2 separate regions of the Triticum aestivum genome follow, and region 1 is linked to region 2. Evidence: chromatin contacts called from public Hi-C data. All regions are on one chromosome and are shown on one strand. The core of a region is the stretch at or near the end of the contact, and the rest is flanking DNA. Distances in the headings are between cores, read along the strand shown. Region 1 holds the start of LOC123097604. Region 2 has its middle 540 kb from the start of LOC123097602.

What was found. A called contact is a pair of places that touch in the nucleus more often than the background predicts.
Region 1: a contact with region 2 is called in a Hi-C map of leaf, with 10 times the contacts expected there. The contact joins the promoter of LOC123097604 here to the enhancer-like site in region 2. A contact is called at or near these places in 4 of 5 Hi-C or Micro-C datasets (leaf and an unstated tissue).

Annotation. Positions count from the first base shown.
Region 1 is chr4D:308,729,147-308,732,779 of IWGSC CS RefSeq v2.1, forward strand. It overlaps LOC123097604, which reads left to right and starts at 2,276. Exons shown (of 3, transcript XM_044519386.1): 1 at 2,276-2,913. The coding sequence starts at 2,359.
Region 2 is chr4D:308,050,968-308,055,120 of IWGSC CS RefSeq v2.1, forward strand. No RefSeq gene overlaps it. Among protein-coding and RNA genes, the nearest start is that of LOC123097602, 540 kb to the left of the region's middle. Within about 2 kb of position 1,589, at least 1 of the 8 cell types and tissues checked has an H3K27ac peak or open chromatin away from gene starts, as enhancers often do.

The sequences.
Region 1 (3,633 bases), core at 1,026-3,525, 680 kb after region 2:
CCGGGTGTCTATATAAGACATGGGGTTTAGTCCTTAGAAAGACACAAATTCACCTTTGCGAGGTTTAGAGCTTAGAACAATACTCATACGATCTCGAGGTAGATCAATCTGTACTCTGTACCCCACCATTATCAATAATAAGAAGCAGGACATAGGGTTTTATGTCCTCAAGAGGGCCCGAACCTGGGTAAAACATCGTGTTCCTACATTCCTTGTTACCATGTAGCTCAGAACATCAAGCTTGGGACCCCATACCCGAGATCTACCGTATTTAGCACCGACATTGGTGGCCCATGTAGGTCCCACCAGGTGATCACATGTGCTCGATGGTGTATCATCGATAACACCGGCTACGGGGATACCTTTGTCCCTGTCTAGCTCTTTGTCTTCGGCAGCTTCACGCTAGTCACTCATACGACATGCCATTTAAGCTAGATCAGGGATTTCCCTCCACGCCAAGCCACTCGGCTCGCCGACCTGGAAAATGCCACGGATCTCCAGGGCAAGATTACCGCCCTAGGCCTGATGTCAGATTGGCCTGTCGACACCGCCACCCATGCCCAGATTCAATCTTGAAGCGGACCCTTGGTACAACTGCTCTTACGGGTCCAGTCTTAACTTCGGATCCGATCGCTCCCTCATCGGCCTAGGCGGTGAGCCTGCCCTATAGAAACTCTGAGGCAGCCTTTTGCGGCACATCAACTGAAGCCTAGCTCGGCATCACCCGTTGTTGGAAGATGGGCGGAACCAACCTTCTCGTCTTTGACGAGATGTTGGGCCAGATCTGGGATATCAGAATCTCGGATAGGCAAATCTCGGCCTACCACCAGAAAGGATTTAGATCCGAATGCATGGAATTTCTCGTCCCACCCACCACGATGGAGGATCTAACCAATGTGCTAGACTACGCATCTGAAGAGAACATGGACATAGAGGAGGATGTCGACGATATGTGATATACAACGTCACCTCTAACATCCAGTTACACCGAAAACTGGACAGCTACCTCTACCTTCGATGTCTACATGGTAGACACCCCCAAGGAAAAAGGGGAGGAGCCACTCAGATGCCGGTGCCGCCGCCGCCGTAGTAATAAAGGCGCATGCAATGGCGATGCTAGCCTTCAGGCTATTGATAACAGCGATGGGACCGATAATGGCGATACAGCAGACGGCGCCGATGACTAAGACACGGGCTATAACGCCAATAACGGTCCCATCAACGGCACTACACCCAACGTGGATGATGATGACCCTGACAATATCGACTATTACCTAGGGTCCGAGGAAGATTTAAGCCTCGGACTGGATGAGTTTGATATACCTGAGGAACCACTAGATGATCCTCAGTTACGGGCTTTTCATCGGCGGCTTGTCAGCACCGCCAAGAGCATGAAGCTAAAATCCCAAAAGCTTCAAGCCGAACAGGACATGATGACGGATAAATGAACCAAGGTCCTCAATGCAGAGCAAAAGCTCAAGCGCCGGTTCGAGGGAAATAAGCAGTTCTATCCGCGGAAGAGCCTCCTTCCGGAGTTCGATGAGGAGGTTGTCTGTACCCCTATGTCAGAACACGACTAGGTTCAAGACCGCCCCCTCGAGGCCGAGATAAACCGGCCGGAGGATATCCCAACCCCCCCCCCCCCCCCCCCCCCGATGTACCTCGCCATCATGGCAGGGGTAAGCTTCCACCTCGAAACTCCTATGACTTGTAGAGGAAATTGACGTCGGCCGCCCTATCATGATACATCTACAAATCTAGAGAGTGTCTACCTGCGGACAAGATCAGATGACCGGCTTGGACAAACAAGTATGGTAGCACACAACATAATACATATGTTCGAACAAGGATAATGCCTGACGACCGGCACGTCACAGCGCGGGTCCGAGGAGCAGCCCGCGTGATGTGCTTCATAGACGAGGTGATGCAGCACCAATTTCTGGAAGGGTTTAAACCCATAAACATCAAATAGTATGATGTAATTATGACCCACAAGTATAGGGGATCAATCTTAGTACTTTTGATAAGTAAGAGTGTCGAACCCAACGAGGAGCAGAAGGAAATGACAAGCGGTTTTCACCAAGGTATTTTCTGCAAGCACTGAAATTGTCGGTAACAGATACTTTGATAGCAAGGTAATTTATAACGAGAAAATAATAGTAATGGTAATAAAGATGTAGCAAGGTAGCCCAATCCTTTTTGTAGCAAAGGCAGGCCAGAACTTTCTCTTATACTCCCTCTGTCTGGAAAAAGTTGTCTCCGTGACATTTTTGCAGAAAAACCCTCCCCAAACTCCCGACACAACCCGCAGTCCTCGTCGTCTCCAATCGATACAACCCGCCGCTCCGACACAGGCGCATGGACGCCGGAGCTCCCCTCTCCAGCTCCGCTGCGCTGCACCCCTGCTCTCCCGCACGTCCTCCTCCGCCGCCACAGCTTACTCCTCAGCCGCTCCCTCCTGCCTCGCGTAGCTCCCCTGACCCCCTTGCCTGCCTCCCGAATCTCCCCTCTTTCACTCCAAAAATCATTTCTTCTCCTCCCGCCGTGTCTCCTGCTCGCGTGCGGCGACGGCACGTCCCCCTCGTCGACCCCGCCTCCGGTCGCCGCCTCGGCCGTGCGCCCATCTCCTCTCGTTCCATCTGCGGCGAGCCGGATTTGGGCCTCAACGAGAAGGTCAGCTTCCTTTCTCTGCACGAGCACGCGGAGGCCGCGGCCCTCACGGACGCCGTCGAGCAGGCCGCAGGTCCACAGATGACGGACGCAGTAGTACGTCCTCGGGCCTCCTACTCGTGCGAGGCAGGAATGCATGGCGACGGCGTGGACGCCCCCTCCGTGGTCACCACGCCGGGGGGAGGTGGTGGCAACACAGCAGCTCGAGCTCGCCTTCCTCAACCCCAGCACCCTGACCCTGAGGTTGTTCCCCTGCCCCCGAGCCTATTTTGCTGTTGTACTGTGTTGCGCTGCCATGTGCCTGAATGTGCTGATAATTCTTTCTCAAATTAGCCTGAATGTGCTGCGCTGACCTTTGATGATAGTGTATTTTCTGAATGCAAATTGATGGTTTTTGATTGATGCTTATTGCTAGAGTAATTTGTTGTTCCTCATTTTGAATGAGTGGTTATACTGCTGTCAAAAGTACTCCATACACACACTGTCAAAACTGACAAGATGGTGGTGGAGGTGGGAATAAATGTTCCACAACATCTGCTGGAGTAGAAAATAAATGTGTGTAGTTTGCTCCACAGCAACTATACACACTGTCAAAACTGACAAGATGTTATACTGTTGTCAAAACTGAAACTGAAAACTGCTGTCATTTTAACTGAATTTCGGTGAAGACATAATTGCAGTGGCTAGTCCTGGATATTGGTGAGAATCAGTCTTGTGGTTGAAATTCTTCCACAAGTTCTGAATATTGTTACATTTGGTCAATCACTACAGTCACTACTGATGTGTAAATTTTGAACTAACTCAAGAAAAGTGAGGTAGAAAATTCATTGTCAGATGTATGAAAATTCAGTTTCGAAGCTTCAGTTTTGCATCACTGAAATTTTGTTTGAAGCTTCAGTGTAAATGTTCTATTTCCAGAGTACAAGATCACTGAATACAGTTTCTTGGGGGCCCTATTTTTCA
Region 2 (4,153 bases), core at 339-2,838:
AAGCCCCAAGTGTGTCTGCAATGGCACATGGGCTCGAATCCCTCTTTCTACATATATTTTCTGGCAGTTTGTTTTTTTATCGGAAGCCACGCATTGAACGAGCTCTTCGGCTTGTTCTTGGGCCGGCCCGCATAACCAAGTGTGTGGGCGCTGGGTTCGTTTGCTAACGCATAAGGCGCCAACGAGGAGCTCTCATTAAAATGAGACCTCCTATAGGACGCATTCTGCGTCATGTAGGAACCTGACGTAGAGGGGGGCGCGCAAACTGGGCCGGCACATGGACGCTTGGAGGGAAAATGATGAACATGAATGAGAAAAAGGAAGTTGACGGGCTTTGATCATGCGACTGCAAACTCACGTGGCAACTTGTCTATCGAGTTCTACTGAACAAAGTATAACGCAGTGCGTGGCTTCCGAAAATAAATCGCGAAGAACATTTAACATCTGAAAATAAATCGCGAACAAATTTTCAAAAACAGAAGAAATTTTTGAACATGCGGATGTAGAGATTCCACTATGAACCACATACGGATGTATATAGATGCATTTTAGTATGTAGATTCACTTATTTTGCTTCGTATGTAGTCCATAGTGAAATCTCTACCGAGACTAAATTTAGGAACGGAGGGAGTTGAAGGTTCCGAAAACGAGAAAAATACAAACGAAACCTCGTAGAACGTTCCAAAACCTACCTGCACTGTAGCGTGTTCTTTATCGATAATTGGACCAGCCCATGGAGATCGTTGGTCGCTCACTTTGTGCGAAGTAATGATAATCTGCCACAGAATGCGACAGAGAGGATTTTCGTTTTAAAATTCCCAGCGCACACCCCCTACCAGCGATGGGCCATCTCTGAAAAACCTGAGATGGCCCGGCCCATGTTTCCTTATTTTTCCTGTTAAGCCTTTTCTCTGAAAAAAGGTGCGCAATAGGGGGGATTAAATCATGCGACCTGCTCGTAACCAACTAGGCTTACTCACCTATGTGGAATACTTATATCTTTTATCTCTTTTTGTTTCAGTTCATTTTCCAGTCCGCTGGATGTTTTTATATGGTTTTTTGTTTACTTTGTTTCCTAATTTTTCTTTTCTTTTTTGAATGTGTGAATCCTTTCTCAATTTTTACGGCTTTTTTCCGATCCGTGAACATTTTCAAAATTGATTATTTTAAAAAAAATTGATTGTTTTTAAAATCGATGAACTTTTTTTCAAATTGGATGAAGTTTTCTCTAAATTTCTGAACTTTTCCAAATTTGATTATTTTTTCAAAATCGATCAAATTTTTAAAATTCATGAACTATTTTAAAATTTAGAAATTTTTTTCAAAGTTTTGAACTCTTTTGAAATCTGAGAACATTTTTTCTAGTCTATTATTTTATTTTTAGAAAAAATCCATAACACTGTGTGATAGTAGGCAGCAGAAAAATCGAGGAAAAAAACTTGAGAAGAACGGCCTATGTACAAACGGGAGCTCCTGTTCGGCGCCGATTGTGCCAGGAAGTCTCCCTCGCACACACTGCCTACGATTTTGGGCCTTGGCCATTATTGCTCCTTGGCTAATTCACTTTCTCTGACACCCGTATGTATGGGCATTCCCTATTCGCCGCCTCTTGCGCCCGTTAACGTTTAAAATGCAAACCGGCGCGCGACCCCCACCAGCGGTGGGCTGGCCCATGTTGCCTTTTTTTCCTTGTTAAGCTTTTTCTTTGCAGGAATGGTGCGTCGTTATAGGAGATTCGAACAAACGACCTGCTCGTCCTATGTAAGATCCACTAACCAACTACGCCTCCTCACCTGCATGAAAATACTTACATCCTTTTATTTCTTTTGGTTTCAGCTCATTTCCCGGTTCGTTGGGTGTTTCTTATACTGTTTTTTCTTTACTTCTTTTCTTCCTTTTTTCTTTTGTTTTTCCAATGCGTGAAACTTTTTTCAATTTTCACAAATATTTTCCCAAAATTTGTGCACTTATTTTAAGAATCAATGATCTTTTTTTCAATTTGATGAACTTTATTTTAAGATTTGAACAACTTTAAAAAAATGATGATTTTCCCCAAAATCGATGTTTTTTTTCAAATTTATGATTTTTTTTTTGCAAATTCATTAACCTATTTCAAATCTTTGACATTTTTTCAATCCGTCTTTTTAATCCATAAAACTGTCTGACAACTGGCAGCATTAAAATCGAGAAAAAAACCCTAAGACGAACTGCCTACATTCATATGGGAGCTCCTCCTTGGCGCACACGGGCAATGGTTTAGGCCTCGGCCTGTTACTGCTCCTTCGTTAATTTGCTTTCTCGCTCGCCCCTATGTGTATGTAGGTCTTTTGTCTCAGGTTTTTTTATTGATTTTTCAGCTGGCTGATGTCAGTCAATTTTATGGGTTTTAAAAAAGGAAAACAGATTAAAAATATTCACATATTTGCAAAAAATAGCAAAATTGTCAAAGGAGTTCACGTATTTAGAAAAAAGTTCATTGGTATTGACTGGAATTTAATCAATTTGGAAAAAAGTTCAAAAAATTAAATGAAATCTTTGAATTTGAAAAAAAATAATAGATTTTGAAAAAAAAATATTCACAAAATTAGGAAAATATCATCAATTTTGAAATAAAAAGTTAATAGATTTTGGAAAAATATTCATAAAACTGAGAAAAGTTTCACGTATTTGAAAAATGAAATAGATAAAAAAATAAGTAAAGAAAAAAGGTATAAAACATCCGGCGTACCAGGAAATGTGTTGAAACAAAAAGAGATAAATAATGTAAGCATTTCATGCACGCGAGCAGACCTGGTTAGTGGATCCTACATAGGACGAGCACGCGTGGTTTCGAATCTCTTATGGCACACCTTTTTTCCAGAGAAAAGGCCTAACCAGGGAAAAAAGACAGCATGCATCGGCCCAGCACTGGTGGGGGGTGCGCGCCGGTTTGACATTTACACGTTAACAAGGGCAACAGGCATCGAATAGGAAATGTCCCTATCAGTCGCTCTCTGCAGCAGATTGTTGCCTGCACACACAGGTACTGAGAAAAATTAGACATGTGTAAAAATGAAAAAGCGTAAAAGAAAAAAAAAGACTAGTGTGCGCGCACGAGCGACTGTGCTACTGGGCCGGCCCAATTCGGCAAATACCAGCCGAGTCCTCTCAAGGTTTAAAATAGACCGGGATTATAGAGTTCGGTGTGCTGATTTCAGGGATTGAGAGTTCGGGGTTTGATTTAGCTTTTGCCTACAAATTTAAGGTTTGTTTTGGACTTTTTCCCTAAGCCGGCCATGAAGCTAGTGACCAACGGCAAATGAATCGAACCCAGGATCTCCGGCTACTAACGGGCAAAATCATTGTTCTGACCTCTACAACAATCTTTGCTACAAACTGAACTCGACATAAAAGTATTTCACAATCTAACCCTTTTAGCAACGCCACAACCCGTGACGTTTCTACTTCAGACAGAAACGCCGAGCCACGCCGCGTTGCTGTCTTGGCCCCACTCGCCGAGGTGGCATGCTCGAAACGCCGAGCCAGATTGCGTTTGTGGAAACGTCAAGGGCTTCGGCCAAGGGACATGACGTTTCTAAATGTACGCCAAAGGCAATGCATGGACGTAGCAGCACTCCTGTCCAAAGGCATCATGCATGCATGCATGTACTTTGGGGGGAGATCCATCTTTAATTTGTACTAGTGGCATGCGTTGCATGCATGCATGTACTGCTGTGCAGTTCTTCAGCGAGAGAACGCGGAACGTTTCCTGATCAGCACGGCCATCATCGGTGATTGCCAAATTTCGCCAACCACACAAGTGAATATGCCAAAAGCTATGCTGCGCCAACTGATTTGACAAAACAACTGGCAGTTGTTATACTATCAGCAAGGAAATACGCGGGCCAAAAAGTCACGCCAATGATGCTCTCGTACCAGCGAAATTTCTGGCCGGCTTACTGAACATGTACGTTATTGCCCTGTACTAGTGGCATGCGTTGCTGGCCAGGGCATGGAAACGCCAATGCTCATGGCGTTGCTGGCCAGGGCAGAAACGCCGAAGCCCATGGCATTTCAAAAAACGCAGGCTGGCTCGGCGTTTCCGGCCTGCAGGGTCAGCGTCGGAGGCCAGGGCAGCAACGCGGTGTGGCTCGGTGTTTCTCTCTGGAGTCAA